Regions from separate parts of the Zea mays genome. Here region 2 is linked to region 1. A link is a contact called in public Hi-C data. All regions are on one chromosome and are shown on one strand. Each heading gives the region's core, a stretch centred on a gene start, on an enhancer-like site or on the middle of the called end of the contact. The rest is flanking DNA. Distances are from core to core; before and after follow the strand shown.

What was found. A called contact is a pair of places that touch in the nucleus more often than the background predicts.
Region 2: a contact with region 1 is called in a Hi-C map of ear, with 4 times the contacts expected there. The contact joins the promoter of LOC103640692 here to the promoter of LOC100381610 in region 1. A contact is called at or near these places in 3 of 25 Hi-C or Micro-C datasets (ear and leaf).

Annotation. Positions count from the first base shown.
Region 1 is chr10:2,326,922-2,330,302 of Zm-B73-REFERENCE-NAM-5.0, forward strand. It overlaps LOC100381610, which reads left to right and starts at 1,495. Exons shown (of 9, transcript NM_001361451.1): 1 at 1,495-1,963; 2 at 2,067-2,107; 3 at 2,259-2,333; 4 at 3,294-3,381. The coding sequence starts at 1,801.
Region 2 is chr10:2,518,411-2,521,791 of Zm-B73-REFERENCE-NAM-5.0, forward strand. It overlaps LOC103640692 (disease resistance protein RGA5), which reads left to right and starts at 1,529. Exons shown (of 7, transcript XR_004853092.1): 1 at 1,529-1,851; 2 at 1,975-3,015; 3 at 3,190-3,381.

The DNA.
Region 1 (3,381 bases), core at 245-2,744:
CCTATGCCTGCGTTTGCGACGACTGGCTTTGTTGCTAAACATGGTGTCCACATTTTGTCTGGAAACTGAAATGTGCATTCCACCCAGTGCATGAACACGATGACAGATTCCCTGATTATTGGTGTAAGTCATGATCCAATATGCTCGTTATTAATTCAGAAAGACTGTCCTGGCACCAACCTCCAACCATTCCGCCGATCTTGATAGCACATGAACAAGATCCAGGGCCCAGCTTTCCACTGTTCACTGTTGCTAGTGCGATCTTTGGACACCTACTACGCACGTATGGTATGGCAGGTCAAGAACGTTTCCTGTACATCAGGACCGACCCTGAAGTTTGTAGAATGGTGAATAGGTGAGTTTCATAGTGTCATACAGGCAATTTCCTGAACATAACACCGTGTTTAAGAAGTTCTTCAGCGCAGCCGTTGATACGTATGGTTGGGCAAGTAAAAGTTTAGCCTCCATTTGCCATTGTTTTTTGGCAGCATTTGTGGATCTACTTGACCTGATCTGCCATTGGCTGGTCCTTCCTTCTTCACGTGCACATGCCCTGCTCTGCCACTGGATTTCTCTACTGCACTACTGCATCTGGGCACAGCACACCATTCACGCATAGCATACCTATCTTATAATATCTCACCTACCAAGTACAATGGCTATGTATTCGAGATAACATCTTTAAAATAACTGCAAAGTCTGTTTTTTTAACCTCGAACTTGCGCGTCAGCACAAATTAGTAACGGACGTCCTCCAACTATAGTACCCCTTTTAGCTGGTCGTTCAATATGGTTTTTCTGTGGTTTTATAAAAAATATGGTTTTCTGTTGGGTTGATCTATAAAAAAATAATCATAATTAGCTTATTTTAAGATGGGAAATTACGAAACCAGTACAAGTTTTTTTTTGGAAAAAGAATTGTTGCGTATCGGTTGATGCTCTATTTAAAGTTATTTGAATCTTATTTGTTTTAGAAACAAATGAGCATGAGCACGAGCAATAACGCACATCAATTGGGACAAATGTAGTTGTAAATAACTATATGTTCTGAAAAAAATGAGTATCTCTGTGAGATTGATGCGTCAAACTTTCATAGGTTTTGAAGAGATTTATATAAAATGTTAACATGATTTGTATCTCTAAATAAGTTTACTGTATAAAAACATACACAAAGATCATTAGCAATCTAATGGTTCCAGAATTACACACAGTAAAAATTAATATTTTATCGTATATATATTTGGTCAAAGCTAAACAAATATACATGTATAAACTAATCTATGAGACACCGAGATAGTAATAATAAACAAAAAGAAAGTTTAAACTTTGACGAGCTGCCTCTGTATACAATTTTTTTTCCGTCGGTACGAAAAAAAACAAAGAAGTAAAAAAGGACGGCAGAGATTGGGGGATAAAGACGCGTCCAAAGCAAAACTGCAAAAGCAGAGGCGGGTCCGGGACGGTCGGCCCGCGGGCTCCATCCATTGATGCCGCTCCTCCCCACGGCTCCTTCCTGCAGCCTCCTCCTTCCTCCCTCGCCACTCTCCCCTCCACCGCTGCCTGGTGTGTAGCGTAGCGTAGAGGCGCGGCGCGGCGCGGCTGACTGGTTGGTTCCAGTTGTTCTAGACAACGCTGGCTTAACCGCGCGAGGCCCGAGGAAAGTTAGCTTGTTTCTTGCAGCTGAATGCGGGAAGCAAGCAACTGCATTTTACTAACCTCACCACACCAGACCCACCACTGACTTCCCGGCCTCCGGCTCTGGAGCAGAGCAGGTGGCAGCACTAGCACGGCCACGTGCGGCATGAAGGGGCACCAGCACCAGCAGCAGTCGTCGTCTCCGCTGCTGCCGATGCCGCCGCCCAGCAAGCGCCGCTGTAGCGCGCTGGCGGCGGCCGTGCCGGCGCTCGTCGTCTGCTCCACGCTGCTCCCGCTCGTCTACCTCCTCGCCCTGCACCGCCCCGCCGGTGCGTGCGCCCGTCCGCGCCTCGGATCTGTCGCCTGTCGTCTCTCCCCCCTTCATTCTCTCTCGCTAACCGCACGCGTGCCCCGTGTTGTTGCTTGCCGCAGGGTATGGATCGGACGACCGCGCCGCGGTGGTCATCAGCACCGTAAGCTTCCCCACTCTCCCCGTGCACATTTTTTTTGTTTAAAATTAAATTACACCTCCTCCTCCTCCTCCTCCTCTCGGAAAATCAGTAGAGTCTCAGCTTCTGAAATCCAGACGTCGTACTTGTTCTCGGGTGTTGCTTTGCTTACCAGGAGCTCGCCGGCCTCGGGGCGCGTGGCAGCCGGCATCTGGAGAACGGGGGCGCCATGAAGCACAAGCTGCTCAAGGTTACAACTTACAATCCCTGACTGCTGCAGCACTGCTCGTTATGCATCCCCATCCCACGCTCTACTCCTGGCAGAGACCGCAACTGCGCGCCGCGCGCGCGGCAAGCGACATCCGGAGCGTTTCGTTTCTGTTTTATATAAGTGTCCGAGAGAGAGAGACAGTAGTCAAGCTGAATTCTTTTTTGCCGGCCAGCGTTCGGGGGGAGAACCCCGAGAAACCAAGCTACTCGCCGCCTCTGCTGATTTTATTAGTGCGTTCATGCGGCTCGCGTGCGGGCGCGTGTCGTCCGCCGCTGCGTGCGTGTGAGCGTGCTGTGCTGTGCTGTGACGGCGACGCTCAACAACCTACCGCCTCTTGTCTCCGTTCTCAAGTCGCTATTCCTGGAACAGGCGGAGGTGGCAAACCAGATGCGTTTCTCTCGTCATGCCTTGGCTGGCATGCCCATCCCTCGGTTTTCTGTTCTTTTCTGTTCTTGGAGTAGGTGCGCAACCCAAAATTGTTTCTTCTCTTCATGCCTTGACATGCCATGCCTAAGATAAAATACGTGCACAAAACTGTTGTCGCTGGCAAGATGCCCTCTTGCTGTAGTGCTGTACCTTCTTAGTATTTCCAACAATCTGGTTTGCCTTGCTATCTATTTTCTGTAAGCACCTTTGTGTCAAACAAACCCATAACTGAATCTGAAGAGTGGACACGAAACACTGTTTCAGTAGTGATATCCAAACAGATCAGTTGGTTCTGTGCACTGTACTGTCGCCAATGCTGGTGATGAAACTTTGCTCAAGTCTGCAAACTGGTGCACAACTATCTACCTAGATGGATCTCTAATCTCCTTTTGCCACATTGGCATTTCCTGGCTTCCCTAAACCCATCATCAGGAGCCTGCTGTGCTGAAACGTCTCGTGTTTGCTTTGCAATCTTGACTGATGACCTCCTCTCTTTTCTGACTGTGCACCCAGGATGTTTCCAAAAAGGTGTCTGGATCTGATGGGGTTTCCGCTGAGAGATCTACTAGATCGAGGTTTAGCCAGGATCATGCTGCCAAAT
Region 2 (3,381 bases), core at 279-2,778, 190 kb after region 1:
GCTTGAATCGTTGATGTATGCAACTTCATTTGTAGAAACACTCAGATGGATTGTTCTGGTGATTGTAGTAGTAGCAGCTATAATTGGGATTCAGACTATGTACTATCGGACTAAAGGTTTAGAAAAGGAGAAATGAACAACCTGAGGTGAGTTACTAATAGCACTAAAATAACTCTCTTGTTCTAGATAGTTAAATAAACTATGGGTTACATTCGAACTGCATAAGGTAACAATAACATGCATGTCCTGCTATCCTCATGCATAACAACCATGGCAATTAAACTTGTGCCATTAAAGACACAATTATTCCAATAAATTCTCAAAATAACTCAAAAAATCACGATAAAGTACTTCATCCAATCTATAGTTTTCTCTTGGGAGTCATCTTTTTTTGGTGGAGCTGCAATAAGCATCTTTTGTGGAGTAGTGGTGCTAGCATGTGAAGAGCTGCCATCACTTAGCAAGAATGCAAGACGACTGCATACATACGTGCTTCACAGTTAATTAAATATTTCTTATTCTCGTTTGGTATGGCATCACTAATAGGAATGGCAACATCTTCAGTATTTTCATCTCCCTGCTCACGCATTGACGACCTCAGCTACCTTTCTTCTCTCATCCTCATCTCTCAAGCCCAAGATAACATATAGCTGATCCTCACTCAATGGTTCAATTTTTCATTCCTCGTCACGAGTCTCTACTATTTTTAAGTTATCCCAAATAACTTGTGGGATAGGTGAAGAAGCATCAAACAACAACAATGGAGCATCATTATCGCTCCCTATGGCAACCTCCGAATCTACCCTGCTTGCAACAATTAGGAAAACGTGAAGACATAATTGATTGAATCATAAATGCTCCAATCATAATTTATGAGCAAAGTTGTCCATGTCAATATTGAAAACATGATCTTGTTGGTGGTTAACCACGATTCATCACTGTAAAATAATACTGCTGAAGGCTAATACTGAAAATATGATTACTAATACCGTCTAGATGACTCAATTAAATCAGCCTAGATCGTGGTGGTCACGAAGAATGACGTATGTGTAGTGGAATTGGGACAGCGAAGGAGAGATCTCCTGCAACTGACAATTCGATGACGGGTATGAATAGTCGTCGATCCAGCTCAGCAACAATGACACGAAACAACAATCGAGGATAAACTAGTCACCGCGGGGCTTTGACGAGCGCCGCCAGCCAGGCCCCTCTTCCCTCGTGCGCAATTGTTCTTTGGCGGCGCAAGGCAACGAGACCTTTTTTAGCGAGATTGGGTGTGGCTGCATGTACGTGCGATTGTATTGTATTGTACCATACGTTCCTAAACGTTCCTAAGAATGTGGATAGAAGGGTAAATTAGTCCTTAAAAATCCAGGAAATGGAAAAAAGATAAATAAAACTATTAAAAGAATAAAATGTCAAGTAAATCAATGTGGCAATGTTATGGGGTTAAATTTACTGTGTCAATATTTGGAGTGTCAATTATGCAAAGTCACTTGTTTAGATCGTCAAAAATACAATTTTCTCCTCCCTCTCTCCCCCAATCCTCTCTTCTAGCCACGGCCGCATGCTCGCTCGCACGCGCCCGCGCCGCCGTTCTACTTCCAAGTACAGCTCGCCTCGGCTTGCCAGCGCCATCTTTTCTTCCTCCCACTCCCTCACCTGACCGGTCTGATTCTGGGTCGATGTCGGTCACCATGGTCCGACCCATGGTCGGAGGAGAGCGGAGACCTGCGGTAGCAGCATGGCGCGGACACGGGGAACGGAGATCAGTGAAGGCCTTCCGCGGAAGAGTGGCGGGGAAGAGAAGCGACGGGGAAGCGCACTGCCGCGCTCACATGGCCGACCAAGGTACTCTCGGGGCACGCAGATAAATCTAGCGAGTGTTTCGTCGCTAGCGGCGGGTCTTCTACCGGCTCTCGTTGGGGACAGATTTCCATTATTTTTTTTAGAAAATCGAGATGTGCTTTGCAGGTAGGCATGTGCCTGAAGACATTTGAATTCATGAACCAGATCTCGAAAATGTAGATTTCCAAGCAAAAATGGGCAAAGCGCCTCTAATCGCTCTCCCCCCACAATAGGCTTGCCATTTGTTGCCATGCAACCAACGAGCGTCCAGCACCAAGCAAACGAGAGAAAGAAAGAGTGGGTGTGAGCACTGAGCATGGAGCTCGCCTTGGGGGCCATGGCCAGCTTGGCCCCCAAGCTGGGCGACCTGCTCATGGAGGAGTATGTCGTGCACAAGGGCCTCAAGCCCGACATCGAGTCCCTCTCCGATGAGCTTGTGATGATGAACGCCGCCCTCCTTGACGCGTCCCGGATTCCACCTGACCAGCTCACTGCGGTGGAAAAGCTCTGGGCACGCAAGGTCCGGGACCTGTCGTATGACATGGAGGACGCCATTGACGATTTCATCCTGCGTGTGGCTGGTGGTGACAACTCAGCCACCGACTCCAAACTCTTAAAGAAGATCCTTGTGAAGGTCAAGGACGTGATGTCAATAAAGAAGCTCAAGGATCGACGCCAGATCTCCGACAAGGTCAAAGACATCAAGAAACTCTCCAGTGAGTTGGCTGAGCTTCGTGCCAAGTACACAGTAAGGGGTGCAGGTGCTGATCTTGCTGCGAGCATCGGCATTGACCCCCGTGTCATCAATCTGTACAAGAAAGAGTCGGATCTCGTTGGCATCCAGGAGTCAAGGGACAAAGTCATCAGGATGCTGTCTTTAGGGACCAAATATGATGATGCGCATGCGTCTCATCAGGATCTAAAGATAGTCTCTATAGTCGGGGTTGGAGGATTAGGTAAGACTACTCTAGCCAAAACAGTGCACGATATGCTTAAGAAGCAATTCAGCCCTTCTGCTTTTATTTCTGTTGGTAGAACTCCTAATCTGAATAGAACATTCGAGAAGATTCTAGTGGAACTTGATGCCAAGTATAAGCAAGTTGACATGACCAGATGGGATCTAGAACAATTTGGAAAAGAACTGCATGAATTCTTACAGAACAAGAGGTATGCCTATGTCATTCATTCTCTTCTAGTTTTAGTTCAATGTTTTGCATTCACTACCAGAGCGTGGTTAGTTTATACATTCCTATATACTGATTCACCAAGTTTATACGTTTATACGGGTAACGATTTGCCAAGTTATTCATAGCTCTACACTGTTGTGCCAATTATATATAGGTACTTGATCGTTGTTGATGACATATGGGATGTTGGATCATGGGAAGCGATCAGATATGGCTTGAAGAACAATAATTGTGGAAGTAGAATAATCATGACTACTCGGAATTTTGAGCTTGTCACGAAAGTAGAAGAGGTTTATAGATTAAAACCTCTTTCTAATGAAAACTCTAAGAAACTATTTTACAAAAG